Regions from separate parts of the Rattus norvegicus genome. Here region 2 is linked to region 1. Evidence: chromatin contacts called from public Hi-C data. All regions are on one chromosome and are shown on one strand. The core of a region is the stretch at or near the end of the contact, and the rest is flanking DNA. Distances in the headings are between cores, read along the strand shown.

Region 1 (3,205 bases), core at 245-2,744:
GAAGCCAATGGCTACAAGTTCAGCAGTGTAGAGGAGACTAGATAGGATATAGAACAAGACAGATCCCTCTACAAGGCAGCAACTGTGAACCAAATTGATTTTTTTTTTCAGATAAGGCTAGCATTGCCCTCACTATGTAGCTGAGGCTGGCTTTGACTCCAGTTGCTAGCCTCCATTTCCCATGGGCTTAGGTTATAGCCATTCACCACCACACCCGGCTCACCAGTGGTTTGATTTTTTTTTTTTTTTTGATAGAATACAATCGCTTTTTTGTTTGGTTGGGTTTTTTGTTGTTGTTTTGTTTTGTTTTGTTTTGGTGCAGATAACCTGATAATACTATTTGTCTCTTTCCTTCCTTAATTTGCAGTGACTCTGTCATTATCTTTTCTTTCGACAACTTCATGGTGGAGAAAGCTTCTAGATTTGGTGCTAATTCTAGGACTGGGTATAGTGATCTAATGGGTGCTTGACTGTTCATACCATTTTGAGTCCTGAGTAACAACATCCTTTCTCCAGATTACCAAAGAATGATAATCCTCTGAGCCCCACACTCAGACCCAAGATTTGGCAGGTTGAGACTTCCAATCCTCGATCCGGCAGGATCTATACCCCTGGTCAGCCATAAGAAACCTCAGCGAATGGAACTTCTTCCTTCATTGGTCCTTGAGGAATTAGAGTTCTAGGGGCAGAAACTAAAGCTGAGATGAAAGGGAGCAGTAACTAAGGGGTCCTGGTGTTGAAGAGGAACTCCGTCATCTGGAAATTAAGGAAATCTCAGAAACAGGATTACAACCTTGTTTGTCGTCAAACATGCTTTGACCTCCCCTTGACTGGTGTCAAGACTTCCTTAACCTTTTGACCTTTGCCCTCACCTGCCCTGTCTATCGACCAAGCTTGCTTACACCACGACCAAGCTTACACCACGTTGTGATCCCATTCCCTGAGGAAAAGCTTCTAAAGACACAGACTGAAGTCTTTTCACTTAATCTTTTAAACCTTTTGGGCTCTGCAACTCCAAAAGCCACCAATGTTGAATATCAGCTATGGTTTTATTTTTGTCTAAGACAGTCTGGTGTATCTGTGCTAGGCTTGACACTCATTGTGTAGCTGAAGATGGCCCAGGATTCTGACTGTCCTGCTTTCTCTATAAAAGGTTGCAAAAACAGCTCCTGAAACAATACTTAACTGTGACTCTCTTTTGGGAAGCCTCACTCAGCATAGTCCTGGTTGGCCTGGAACTGGCTCCATAGACCAGACTGGCCTCGAACTCATAGAGATTATCGTGTCCCTGCCTCCCAAGAGCTGGGATTAAAGGCATGCTTCTCCATGGACACTTTCGGAGCTGAGCTACTCTGGTGCATTCACACTTGCACGTTCTGTCTGGGTTAAGGACACAGACCCGGTCGTGGGTCACCGGACACCACAGCGGAGCATGCGTGGAAAACAGCGCGCAGGCGCGGAACTGCTTGCGCAGGCGCGGTGCGCGGTTGTCGCGGTGTACTGATCTACCCGAGTTCCCGGCATGCCGGGCCGGCGTCTTATTGCGGCTTCCCGATTGCCCGCGCGCCATGGAGTGCCTGCGCTACCTGCCCAGGCTACTGCCCCGCGCCGCGCAGTCCCGGAGCGCTCTGTGTATGGCGGCGGTGCGCCTGAGCCTCGCTGCCTGCTGTGGCCGCGCGACCCCGCTGACCTCCGGGAGCCAGAAGGCGCCGAGCACACCCCGCACTGCAGGTACGCGCGTCCCGCGGGGCCCCGCGGCCTCTGCCCCGCCTGCCCTTGGCCCCGCTGTCCTCACCGCTGCTTGGCCTCGCCAGGCTCACCCTGCCCTTAGTTCTCAGGCCAGCACTATGAGGACTTGATTGCGGTTTCTTGTTTATTGAGACAGGGTCTCCGTGTATGGCCCAGGCTGACAGCCAACTGACAGCAAGCAGTCCTGTCTCATCCTTCTGAATGAAGCGGTTAGAAGCGTTAACCGCCTCGTTCGGCTACTTTTGTTTGTTTTGTTGTTGTTTTAAATTTAGCGTTTAAGTGCCTTTCTCTGAGTTTGCATGTGGAGGTAAGATGACAGCTTGCTTGAGTCAGTTGTCTAACTCAAGGCTTGACAGCATGGCATGCATTTTGCTAGCCTAGCCATCTGCTCAGCCCAAAGTAATGGGTTTCATTACAGTACTTTAATACATACTTTTCCCTGACACCCCTCATCCTACTGGCCCTTTTACTTCCTCATGCCCCCTTCTACTTTTGTGTCTCAGAATTCTATAAAGTGGAGCTTTCATTTGTTTTAAGACATGGTCTCACTCTAGCCCTAGCTGGCTTGAAACCCGCAGTAAAGCCCAAACCAAAGTCGATGCTGGGTGGCAGGAGCTACGATTAGCATGATTGGGATGTTATTAATTCTGTTTATTATGTTGATTTCTCCTCTGCGCACATTTATACAATTACATAGTTGCCCTGGAATAAGGTAGGGAATTCCTAGAACTAAGGTTGAATCTGAAGCCAGGCGTGAGCATTAATCCTTGCTTTAAACTATACAAGCAGACAGTCAAGGGAGCAAAAACGCTGGGTAAAGACAGGAGTCTTTGCTGATGCTTTTGTCAACCAGTGGGGAAACCTGAAGATGGGCTGGAGAGATGGCTCAGCCGTTAAGAGCACTGACTGCTCTTCCAGAGTCCTGAGTTCAATTCCCAGCAACCACATGGTGGCTCAACCATCTGTAATGTATACTACTCACTTAAAATAAATAAGTAAATCTCTTTTTAAAAGAGAAAAGAAACCTGAAGACAGTGTTTCTGCAAATGTGATTGCCCAGAAACAGACCTAACAGAAATAGTTTGGGGCCCCCCCCTTTTTTTTTTCAAATTGTACTTAAATTTTTTTCATAATGAGCTGCTGTCAGTCAACACCCCCTCCCCCATACCTGGTCTTTTTGTTACATGCTTTTATTTTTTCCTCCCTTGGTAATGCTTGGGAACTAAGTGGTCTCTAAAACACAGGAACTCAAATTTGGACACTTGTTCAGTCCTTAGAGCTTACATGGTGGAAGGAAAAGTAGACTTCTGACCTCCACAGTACTCAAACACACCCAATAGACAAATGTAGGTTTCATTTTATTACTTTTGTGCAGGGCTTAGGACAAAGCTGAGGGCCTTGTGCATTTTAGACAGGCGCTGATTGCCCCAGCTCCAACTGATCTTTCTAAGTACAG
Region 2 (3,205 bases), core at 517-3,016, 180 kb after region 1:
ATTGCCCTCCCCCCAACAATCATGTTCACTGGGAGTTAAGTCTTGGCAGGACCAAGGGCTTCCCCTTCCACTGGTGCTCTTACTAGGATATTCATTGCTACCTATGAGGTCAGAGTCCAGGGGTCAGTCCATGTATAGTCTTTAGGTAGTGGCTTAGTCCCTGGAAGCTCTGGTGATGGGAGTTGTTTTCTAACCTACACACAGGTGGGGGATAATCAAAAGTCACTACTGGATAAGTGGACTCCACCCCGTATTTATTAATCTGTGGAGTGTGGTGCCCCAACATTTTTTAAAAAACTTTCCAAGTAATTTCAACACAACTGTTTTATGATGATTACCCATCTCTTCTGACTGACACAGACAATTAATTCCCATGTAAGAGACTCTGGAAATAACAGTGGCCAATTCCTAAAAGGCCTAGTAAAGCACCTTGGTTTTATTCTGCAAACAGTAGAAGAACCACAACAAAAATTTGAGGTAGGGCACTAAAACAACAGGAATAGCATACACTTAAAACAAATATTGAACGTGGCTTGATGACTAATTCCCAAAGGCTGAGGCAGGATTGCTAGGAGCTCAACGCCAGACTATACTACACACAAACCTGTGCCAAACTAGACAAAAGTGTGAGATCCCGACTCAAAGGGAAAAAAACACTATTCTTTGGCAAGAAGAGAGCAGGTAATCAATGTAGAAACAAGGAGACACACACAAGTTACCATTCTTCAGTAGAAAATTTCTACCTCAATCTTTTTCTCATCTCCATTTGTAAATAATTCAGGTCAGTAAGTGTATTTCAGTAGCCAGGGTTTCACAAACCTTTAGTCCCAGTACTGGGCAAGTGGAAGGCCACACAGGAGTTCCAAGTCAGCCTTGGATGTATGTCTCAAACAATGTTACATTTCAGATGGGGAGTGCTAGAACCAGATGTAATGGTAGCAAAAGGGAGGCTGGAACAAGGGATTCAAGAGCTGGAGGTCAGGATTATTGCAAGCCTCTGTCTCAAAAAAGAACAAATAACCGTAACATTAAACAAAAACTTCATCCAAGTGTGGTGGTGGACACTTTATATCCAGCTCTTTCTATTCTGAGGCAGGTAGATCTGTGTTTGAAGCCAACTTGGTCTACACACTCAACTCAGGCCAGACAGGGATCAAGGGTGGGACTGCAAGCTTGGTTCACATGGTGAGACCCCCGTCCCAAAACAACAAAGGCAAGTCACGCTGGGAAGTGACCGGGTTTCCTCAGAAGCATTCCCATTTATTCCCAGTCCGGGGGCTCCGGCAGACATTTCCATCCCAGCAGGCGACCCTTCCCCGCCCACCGCAAGCTGCCCCGGTCGCTTACTAGTCCTCGGACTTGGAGGATGTCGGAGGCTGGTGAGGCCGCGCTAGGTCGTTCTCTGGCTGCTCGAAGAAGGCGCTCAACGCTTTCTGAAAAGTAAAAGCACAAGGATGCAGGGCGCGCTCGCCCACCTGGGAAGGGCGGCGGAATCGAGAACCGCGAACTTACTTTCGTCTGCCAGTTGTTCTCCGACAGGAAAGTGGAAGCCACCGTAGTGTCGCAGCTCGTCACCAACGCAAATCCCAGGGACTGAAGCCGCCGCCTCTTCACCTGATCCTCCTCCGTCTCTGCTGCTGCGGGCGCCGCCGCCGGCTCTGCCGACTCCGCCGCATCGGAACTGCTGCCAGACGCCATCGCTGCAGGGTCTCCTCAAAATACCCGCTCTTCACCCCACTTTCCGCGCGACCGATCGCAAAGGCCTAGACCTGCGCAGGCGCGCTGCGAGCGAGTGTTTCCGCGTCAACCTTCCGGCGGGCAGGCCGCACCTCTCAGGTCCCCGCCCACCGCAAGCAAGGCGCAGAAGCGGGCCGGGGAGGGGGGCGAGGGGGGGGAGAAGGCCTAAATGCTGCGCGTGCGCACTGAGGCGCTAGAGGGTGGAGGTAACACTTGCTCTTCAAGGTCTTAGGCAACCGGAGCACGCGACCTTTCTCCGGAGCGCGACCCGAAACCCCCCAGGCTTGCAGACTTGACGGTCCACGTCCTTGTACTTTCACAAACGTCTCTTCCAAAGTTCATTCTCGCAGAGCCCAGACTCTTGCTTTGCGTCCACGATGAGCAACATGACCCAGAATCTACGGGAAATAATGAAGGTTATGTTCAAAGTTCCCGGTTTTGATAGAGTTTTGGAAAAGGTATTGTAAGGCGAAGCTTCTGGTGATGGGGACGAACCTAATAAAACACCTTAGTGGCCTGTCAAATGCAGGGGAAGTGCGTAGATTCTCATCGAAACGTAAATAAGCTTGTTTGGTTTTTCAAACCAGCAAACTGTTGGAATGCGCCGAGGAAAGTCTGTATGTACCATTAACGAGACACTGGAGTCTGCAGGACTAGTATATGGGAATTATTTCTTGTGAGGTATAAGCTCCAAGTACGTTTGAGGTGCAGAAGTGAATGAGGGAACAACCTGTACCTGTGTTGTGTTTCTTGGTCTTTCTGTGTAACAGGTTGTCTGAAAACTCATGTAGGCTGATCTAGAATGCTACAGAGCTAACCAGGACCAGTGCCTGCACCCTGTCATTCCACATGAACTAATATACTTTATTATTTTCCAGACTTTATAGAAAGCCATTGTGTTTTATAGGAAACAATCCTTAATAAGTATCAGTAGCAGAAGTCAAGCGTGTGGTATTGTTGAAAAGACACTTAACCTGGGAACTTGGAGACTTTTTAATAAGTGTTTTAATGCATGTACGTCTATTTTTCTGATTAAGAAAGAATACTTGGAAATTTAAAAAGAATGTGGGTGTGAAATATAAATATTAGTCAACTACAGGCATTCGAAATCTTTCTCCTGAACACCCCTTCTCGGGTTGTTTAAGTATGTTCATAAAGTATCAAAAGTAGGAAATAACACTTAGGTAAATGTATTTAATGTTTGCCAATAGGAAATATTTTTAAAAAACAAGGGCATCATTTGACAGTGACTTTTGGAAAGATAATATTACCTAAAAAGAATTTTATTGACCAAAGAGGGAATTTTAATTCTTTTTTTTTAGAAAAACAAAACAAAACCATCTTTCTGAGAATTGGGATGTAGTTAATAGCAAGCTTGCAGGCAGGAGTCCTTCATTGGTAGGGTTCCATAGCTACTTCTCCTTAAGCTTTCCTCACCCTTGTGGGTAGTATAATATTTGGAATATTT

Evidence for each region. A called contact is a pair of places that touch in the nucleus more often than the background predicts.
Region 2: a Hi-C map of hepatocytes shows a contact between it and region 1, with 2.2 times the contacts expected there. The contact joins the promoter of Tdp2 here to the promoter of Mrs2 in region 1. A contact is called at or near these places in 3 of 12 Hi-C or Micro-C datasets (hepatocytes, kidney and liver).

Annotation. Positions count from the first base shown.
Region 1 is chr17:40,490,514-40,493,718 of GRCr8, forward strand. Mrs2 (magnesium transporter MRS2) reads left to right here and starts at 1,495. Exons shown (of 11, transcript NM_024001.1): 1 at 1,495-1,731. The coding sequence starts at 1,569.
Region 2 is chr17:40,666,522-40,669,726 of GRCr8, forward strand. Tdp2 (tyrosyl-DNA phosphodiesterase 2) reads right to left here and starts at 1,767. Exons shown (of 7, transcript NM_001034947.1): 1 at 1,513-1,767; 2 at 1,348-1,433. The coding sequence starts at 1,698. Acot13 (acyl-CoA thioesterase 13) reads left to right here and starts at 1,883. Exons shown (of 3, transcript NM_001106111.1): 1 at 1,883-2,195. The coding sequence starts at 2,115.